Linked DNA regions of Sus scrofa: all the other regions are linked to region 3. The links are chromatin contacts, called in public promoter capture Hi-C maps. All regions are on one chromosome and are shown on one strand. The core of a region is the stretch at or near the end of the contact, and the rest is flanking DNA. Distances in the headings are between cores, read along the strand shown. Region 1 holds the start of STAT2 (signal transducer and activator of transcription 2). Region 2 holds the start of PAN2 (PAB-dependent poly(A)-specific ribonuclease subunit PAN2). Region 3 holds the start of STAT6 (signal transducer and activator of transcription 6, interleukin-4 induced).

What was found. Promoter capture Hi-C pulls out the DNA fragments that hold promoters and counts their contacts.
Region 1: a promoter capture Hi-C map of fetal liver shows a contact between it and region 3, with 2.9 times the contacts expected there. The contact joins the promoter of STAT2 here to the promoter of STAT6 in region 3. A contact is called at or near these places in 1 of 5 promoter capture datasets (fetal liver) and 1 of 2 datasets of contacts at active chromatin or transcription factors (skeletal muscle).
Region 2: a contact with region 3 is called in a promoter capture Hi-C map of liver, with 11 times the contacts expected there. The contact joins the promoter of PAN2 here to the promoter of STAT6 in region 3.

Annotation. Positions count from the first base shown.
Region 1 is chr5:21,747,624-21,750,323 of Sscrofa11.1, forward strand. It overlaps STAT2 (signal transducer and activator of transcription 2), which reads right to left and starts at 1,337. Exons shown (of 24, transcript NM_213889.1): 1 at 1,271-1,337.
Region 2 is chr5:21,729,247-21,731,946 of Sscrofa11.1, forward strand. PAN2 (PAB-dependent poly(A)-specific ribonuclease subunit PAN2) reads right to left here and starts at 1,282. Exons shown (of 20, transcript XR_002344302.1): 1 at 1,268-1,282.
Region 3 is chr5:22,419,975-22,422,808 of Sscrofa11.1, forward strand. STAT6 (signal transducer and activator of transcription 6, interleukin-4 induced) reads right to left here and starts at 1,474. Exons shown (of 22, transcript NM_001197306.1): 1 at 1,351-1,474.

The DNA.
Region 1 (2,700 bases), core at 87-2,586, 670 kb before region 3:
ATTTGTCTGTGTTTGTATTCATTTATGCTGGAGCATTTAAAGGTCAGTCGTAAGTATTTATCTCAGCATTACCCTGCTGGCCCCAAAGCTTTATCAGGGGCTGAAACCTCCTTGGAGATAAGGTACATGCTATAAGCTGCTCTCCATGTTGGAAGGAGGAGCTCCATTCTAAAAGATGCTTAAACACTATGCAAAGCGTAACTCAACCCTAAGATTGTGACACTTTTACGATGATCTTTGTCAATCTTCAATTCTTCATGTAGAGTATCAACTCTGTGAGACATTTCACTCAAAAGTGGGTTTTGCCTGTCACCAAACATGCTGGGTAAGGAAAAAGAATATTTCTCTGTACCTTTCCCTGCCCACTGCCATCTGTCTGTTAGGAAATCAAAACTTATTACTGCCTGAGCCTAACAAAAAAAGAATCAACACCCACATTTGTGGTCTAAAAAAAGGTCACATGATTTTACTACAAATCAAATGCTTGGGGTGGAGAGATTCTTTTCCACCAGTATGAATATTCATGAGCTGCCTTTCTACTGGGCAGTAGGAACAGGGTAAGGAAAGGATTGGGCAGAGGCTCCTATTTTTCATTTCATTTACCCTTTGGTGGTACTTGACTTCTTAAACTGTGTACTGGTTTTGCTTCCAAAAACAAAGATGAGACCCCAGTTCCCAAAAAAACGAATCAGCTGGTATTAGAAAGCTGGTATTAGAAAGCTGGCAAGTAAACCCTAAGGCTTAAATATGAAAAACAAACCCCAAATATCTGGTCTTCCCAAATTGGTTACAAACACTGAGGTTAAGGGCTGTAAACTCTTTTTTTCTCCAGTAATCTGTCACTCTTTTAGGTGCCTATTTCCTGCTCAATAAGCTTTTCTGAAATGAACTGTGTGACCTTAGGTAAATCGGTTCACCTTTCCGTATCTTAACATTAACAAATAAGGATTATACCTTTAGACAGTGGAGTGTTTGTTTGATGAGGATCAAAAATAACACAGACCAGAATGTAAAAGCTTTGGCTAAGACAATGAACCAATGCAACTGATGCCAGGTTTTGGGTCTCGGAAGTTGCAGGGGTATTTTGGGAAGGGGAAGTTAGGGTTGGGGATCTAGGTTGGACAGGAGGATGAAGTAGCTGACAGCTCCCACTTCAACCTGGAGACAGAGTCCGACCCCTCCGGGACGTACATGCCGGGGCCTGCCTCCCTACATAGGAAGAAACTCATGCCTCCACCCACACCCCCGCGCGCCCTCTGAGGGTCCATACCTTGTTAGGGTCTCAGACCCGCTCTATGCCAGCAGCTCGGGTTCAGGCTTCCGGTCCCCAGAGTGAGAGCCAGTACAAGGGCCTCCCGCGCCGCCCTCGACTTCGGCCCGCCTCTCGGCCCCGCCCCCTTGCTGCAAGCTTGGGTAAGCCGCTGAACTCTGGAGCTCGCCGTTCCCAGCTGTGCACCCTGACACTGGCTGCCATTCAGCCAAGTTCTTCCGCAGGCTGTGAGCTCATTGGCGCTACCACGACTCCTCCCTCTCCGCGGGGCGGGACAAGAGGAGCCTAAACCACTCCTCCAGCTGCATTGATTGGTAGACATTCTCAAGTAAGCCCCGCCCCATGTCTGCGGGAGGGAGGTGTCCAACTAAAAGAACAGCGCAGGACTGAAACAGCTGATTTCCGAGAACCCACAAAAAAGCCGCGGAAGTGAGACTCGCTCATGCGCTCAGAGGCGCTAAACTAACAAGCGAAATGGATTTTGATTTTCATTACTTTGGGACAGGAAGGGGAGGGCTTAAGTAATAAGAACAACAAAAAAAAACTGTTTATTGATGGCACTGTGCTAAGCATTTACACAATGTATAATTTTTAATTTCCACAAAACTCATTGAGGTGAAAATCATTATCCTCACTTTAGAAATTTAAAAAACTGGGAGTTGCCGTCGTGGCGCAGTGGTTAACGAATCCGACTAGGAACCATGAGGTTGCCGGTTCGGTCCCTGCCCTTGCTCAGTGGGTTAACGATCCGGCGTTGCCGTGAGCTGTGGTGTAGGTTGCAGACGCGGCTCGGATCCCGCGTTGCTGTGGCTCTGGCGTAGGCCGGTGGCTACAGCTCCGATTCAACCCCTAGCCTGGGAATCTCCATATGCCGCGGGAGCAACAACAACAGCAACAACAACAACAAAAAAAAGGCAAAAAAAAAAAAAAGAAAGAAATTTAAAAAACTGAGTTTGGAGAAAGAAGTGAAATTACTAGCTAGTGATCAAAGCTCTAACGAGTAGAACCTGGATTCTAAGTCAAATCCTCTGATTCTGAACAACAAAATTTGAAATTCCTACATTTTACGGCACTGCCTTCCTCCTTGATAACAAATTAGATATATGGATTTTGAACACGCACATACAAACTTGTCAGAATATTAGATCTAGCCAATGTGTTTACCACCTTCTTTTATATCGCAGGATTCCCAAAGCCAGGATCTGAGTTGTAGCCCTTGAATAAGGTCCACCACCAGTAAGGAGGTGAACTTACTACTTCTGACACCAAAGGGGTCACGGTAGCTGTTTCTTCCAGGTCACCCATGGCTATGGTGCTCCCCAAGACCTCCTTGCTGGTCTCTGGTGGAGGGGTTTTCACCTCTCTCTCATTGTAATACTGGATCACACGATGAATCCCAGACTTCACTACAGGTTTAAGTGAAGTACTGA
Region 2 (2,700 bases), core at 32-2,531, 690 kb before region 3:
CCAAGAATTTAGACTTCCAGGATTCTGTAAGGAAGGGGTCTTAGACTTAGTCAGATGTCATAGACCTCAGAGAAAAACACCTTAACTCAGAGAGGGTCCCTAGATTTAACATCTTACAAAGGAGTTCCTGTTATGGCTCAATGGTAATGAACCCGTCTAGTAACCATTAGGATGTGGGTTCGATCCCTGGCCTCAGTCAGTGGGTTAAGTGTCCGATGTTGCTGTGAGCTGTGGTGTAGGTCACAGACCTGCATTACGGTGGCTATGGCATAGGCCAGCAGCTGCAGCTCTGACTTGAAACCTATCCTGGGAACTTCCATATGCCACACGTGTGGCCTTAAAAAAATAAAATCTTGCAAAAAAGATGAGTGCTGAGAAACAGGGACAGTTTTTTACGGTTGAGAAATTTACATATTGAAGTCTCAAATTAAGAGAAACTTGGGGGTTCCTGTTGCGGCACAGTGGAAACGAATCCAGCTAGTATCCATGAGGATGCAGGTTTGTTCCCTGTCCTCGCTCAGTGAGTTGGGGATCTGGCATTGCCGTGAGCTGTGATGTAGGTTGTAGACACGGCTCAGATCCTACGTTGCTGTGGCTGTGGCGTAGGCTGGCAACTACAGCTCTGATTCGACGCCTAGTCTGGGAACATGGGAACTTCCATATGCCGCAGGTGTGGCCCTTAAAAAAAAAAAAATTAGGAGAAACTTCACAATGAGAATTACAGGGCCTGAGGTACCAGAGACACCTGAGTTAAATGGTCTACTTTAGTAGTTCCCATTGCGGTTCAGTGGAAATGAACAGGACGAGTATCCATGAGGATGCAGTTTCAATCCCTGGCCCCATTCAGAGTGTTAAAGATCCAGCGTTGCCTCCAGCTGTGGTGCAGGTCATAGACAAAGCTTGGATCTGGTGTTGCTATGGCAGTGGTGTAGGCTGGCAACTGCAGCTCAGATTCAACCCCTAGCCCAGGAAGTTCCATATGCCATGTGTGTGGCCCTAAAAAGACTAAATAAAGAAATGAGCTACTTTTTTTAGGGTGTTCAGTGTCTGCTTCACAGTGTCCATTAGAATGGAACAACTGAGAATGCAGGACCTGAAGTCTGCACTGTAATTCTGTCCAGTTAGTTGGAGGACCATTCTGTGGTCTTAGGCAAGTTACTTACCTCTGCACCTCAGTTTCCTCATCTGTAATATGGGGATAATAATACCTTGTTGGGTTATGGGAAATAAATGATTTTAATACATGAAAAGTGCTTAAATCAAGTACCTGGCTTAAAGTGAGATAAGCCGTCATTATTAACCAATTGGGGAAACTTCAACTGGATTTGGCATCTGGGGATCCAACTGGAAAGGCCTGCTTGGGAGTGTCTTGTCAATGTAGTTTGCATAACGGTTGAGGTCCTGCTGACGTCAAGGGCTCCTTGCAGCTCCAGGTCAGATCTAGTCCTGGAAGTAGTTCCTGTTACAGAACAGTCCCACAATTGCCCCGCCAACCTTGCTTCCTATCCAACTCCCGAAGCACCAGGAAGTGAAACAAAGCCCCGTGCCTCCAACTCACCCTTGTCCCTCTCATCCCATCCCCCAGGGCTCCACTTCCTCCTCCTCCTTTTCACCTTCCATCTCCTATCCTAAAGGGCTCCCAGAATGGGAACCAGAGGTGGGAAAAGCATGGGACACATTATACAAACCTGAGGTGAGCTCTCCTACCCCCACCCAACCTCAATTTCCTTATTCCATGTGTATCCACCGATGTAAAGAAAGGCAAACCATTTCTCCTTCAAACTGAGGTAATCTCTCTGATGCTGGAAATGTTTTACCTAAAGGATGGATTTACCACAGAGTCATATTTGAATCTGTAATTTCATTGGGCAGTTCTGAATAGTCCTAAGGGAAGGGAGACCTCTGTCAAGTGTAAGTTTTTCAGAGAAAAAGGATCAAGCTGTTGGGAAGGCTTTGGGAGCTATCTGTGTGGTCATCCATGGCCTCATTCTGACGTCCAAATTGTCCTGGGACCCTCCACTGGGGTTGGGGCAGTCCCAGATTTGGACCACCCTCCACACCCACGCCCAACCTCACAGTCTCAGCTGTTTCACTTAATGTTGCATCAGGGATGGTGATGAAATCAGTATCAGTGGATTTTACCCACGGATGCAACAGGCTGAAGGACTGAGCCGGGGTCACTGACATTGTGCACCTTCAACCACCCAGAACTCCTGGACTTCTAGCCACGGGGAAGGGGCTGGGTATTGGAATGACAGTTGGATTTCTAGCCTTGGCTTATACTGCCCCCCCCACGCCCCCGCCCCAAATCACCTGAATTCCACAGAGCCCATGAAATTTGGGCCACTAAAGTTGAGCAGTCAGATGGTTCTTAGCAACAGCTCTCGCCCTCCCATAGCCCTCCTATCCTCCAAAGTGAGGCCTGAGGTGAGGGAAAAATAATACCTTATACTGAACTTATGTGGCTTCATAGTTCACAAAGTGCTTTCATATCCATTCTCTCCCAGTGGAAATCAAAATGTTCCCAATAGAGAAGAAAAAGCCCCCTTATTCTTAGATTGAGGGCATCAGGTGGGGACCAAACTTCATTCCAAACTCAGCTAACCATCCTATTAAGAGATGAACGCATGCTTCTGTTTTGGTTTTTACTCAGGCAGGAGGAGATGAGGAAATTAGTTTTGAAGGGAGGGAAGATATCGC
Region 3 (2,834 bases), core at 224-2,723:
TAGCCTCTCCCCTCTCCCAGTTCTTGCAAAAGGATGGAGAACAGAGGGGCCCCTTTTCTAGACACTCCAGTCCCTCCCCGCAGGCCCTCTCCCCGTGAGCTCTTTTCTCCCAAAGGCAGAATCCTCCCCCATCCTGCTCAGGGTCCTCTAATAGAGTTTTCTCTACGCCCGCCTTGGGGTGGGGCGCCTTTCGGTTGGTGTTTCAACCCAAGGGAGGACTCCATTCCTTTCTTGTCCCTTCCTCTCTCGTTTCTCAAGGTGTTCAGACCTTTGACCCTCTACCCCTACCCTACTGGGGACTGAGATGACCCCTAAGCCATAGGCAGCCCCACCTTTCCTCTACATCCTCTTGTTGAGTGGCCAGCTTCCTGTCCCGGCTCTGGCTTCAAATCTTCCCCCCCTCCATCCCCAGACTGCAAGGGGCTAGATTTTCCCCCACCCACACCCACCGCCCACACACAATAACAAGGCCGTGTCCATTGGCCTGCCAGGCCAGAGACGCCTTCTGCTCTAAGCCCCGCTGAACAGCCGCAGGGAGGGAGGAGCCCCGGCGTGAGGGGGCGGGGCCAGTGTTGCCTTCCCAATAGGGAAGGGAAGCCCCACGTCCAGGATCTTCATCAGCCCGGCTTCGTGGCCTAAACCTCAGCTCAACTCCGACATTCCTGAGCCCTCTGACCGTGGGACCACAGGATCAAAAGTCAAAAGAGTTTCTCCGAGTTGCCCAATGTGTGTATGTGGAGGTGGGGGCGGGGAGGGATGCGGGGAGGCGGAGCCAGGTCAGCACGAGGAGGGTTAACTCCGTGACGCGCCGGGACCAGCGTGGAGCAGTTTTGAGGGGGAAATTCCCCCTCCTCTGGGGCACCATGAGGTCTACATCTGGGGCTCGCTCACCCCCTAGCCACACCCTTGAACGGGAACCTTTATGGGGGGGCCTGGTAGGGGTTTGTCAAGACCCACTACGCCCAGGCATCAGCCTACCAGGGAGGGGCAGCCACTTTCCCCCACCGCAGACGGCAGAGGGACACCTCCTTTCCCTCCTTTCCCTGCCTTTGCGCGTCCCTGTAGGTGCAGGGACGCGGGGGTGGGGGTGGGGGTGAGGGAGGGGCTGGAAAAAGTGAACCACGGCATGGAGGGGTTGAGGGGGGAAGTGCTAGGCCTGTACCCAGCCCAGATTCCTCTGATATTTCGAAACTGCCAAAACTCAGTACCACCAGCGACCAGCCCCAGCTGAAACAATTTCTTGGGGACCATCCACTCTGCCCAGGGAGGATTCTGAGAGGCCCTCCCCCACCCCCCACACACTCATAGTCAGATGCCCCCCAACCCCCCCTCCTGGAGGTATCCCCTCACCTTGGCAACCCCTCTGCTGTCTTCTCCCTCTCTCAGCGGGCACTGCCAGGCCCCATGGGTCTGTAGCTCTGTCCAGCGGGTTCAGGGCTGGCCCTGCTAGCACCCTCCCTCCAGCACCACTAAAAAGAAAACACGCACACACACACAGTCACACATACACACACACACACACACACACACACACAAAATCCTCTCCCGTCCTCCTCTTCAGTGTAAGCAGTGGCTGCCCCAGCCCGCTGTTTCCGGCTTCTCCGACTACCCAGGTCCCTCCCTGGACCTCTGACGACACAGAGAAGAGAAAGTGGGCTGGAGGAGGAAGAGGAAGAAAGTGGGGTGAGCGTATCTGCCTCCTGTCCCGGGGAGGGGAGCATGGGGTGAGGGGAGCCAGGACTGGGATTTGGGGGGCCCTGGGGCCTGGCTGGAAGGGAGGTTGATCCCCATTTACCCTGTCCCCCATAAAAGCAATAAACTTTTCTCTAGAAAGTCACCTAATGTCAAGTAGAGACATACTGCCTCTCTCATACTCAAAACTTTCGCAGGGGCTGGAGTTTGGGCTCACCAGGGACTGGGCTCCCCCCGGGGCCTCTGGAAGACGAAACCCCTCAGGGCTCTGCGCTCCCTCCAGTGGAGGACCCTGAAAGCAGGCAAGGAGCTCCAGTCTACTCCGTCCGGAACTCCTAGGTTCCCCTCCCTTCTAGGTGGGGACCGCCTTAGAGGTCTCGTGACCGCTGACGGGAGCGTGTGGGGGAGGGGACCCAGAAGCTCAGAATGCTGGAGGACTCCAGGGGTCCTCGGACTGAAAGTCATCTCTGCCCCCTCTTCACAGGGGACTATTCTCAGACCCAGGTGGGAGCCAGCAAAAGCTGGAGTTGCTGCCTGATTCCCAAGGGTCAAGTTTGAATATGAATCTGCTGTGCAGCCTTGGCAAAGTTCCCAACTGTTTCTGGGGTAAACACTGAGACACACCCAGAAACAAACACACATACACAATTTCCCTGGCCACAAGATTCCCCCCCCCAACACGCACACATACTTACACACACGTGCAGGCAGTCTCGAAGACATGTCTGCACTCAGAGCCACATGCAGTCACAAGGGGACACACACTCACACACAAGGCTTGCTCAGCTTCTGAGTCATCATCATAACTAGTGGATGGTTTCTGCAGCTTTTGCTGGAGGAGGAGCTGGAGAAGGCCAAGGGACTCCGAGAGCTATTCAGGCCCCTAAACCTGAGAAGTGGTGTGGGCAAAGGGTGGTCTCTGAGGGGCGGTGGAAGATGGGAGGTGGTTTCTACTCCCCTCCTTTCTCCCCAAACAGGGCTGGGCTCAGGGGCCAAAGCCAGGCCTATGCTGCCCCCTGGTGTCTGAACAGATTCCCAAAGCCCAGCTCCTTCCACTTGGGTTCATGTGGAACAGGTGGCAACCAGCCAGGCAGCAGAGGATAGCAATTAAGACCCTGGCCTCTGGAGACAGGCTACGTGAG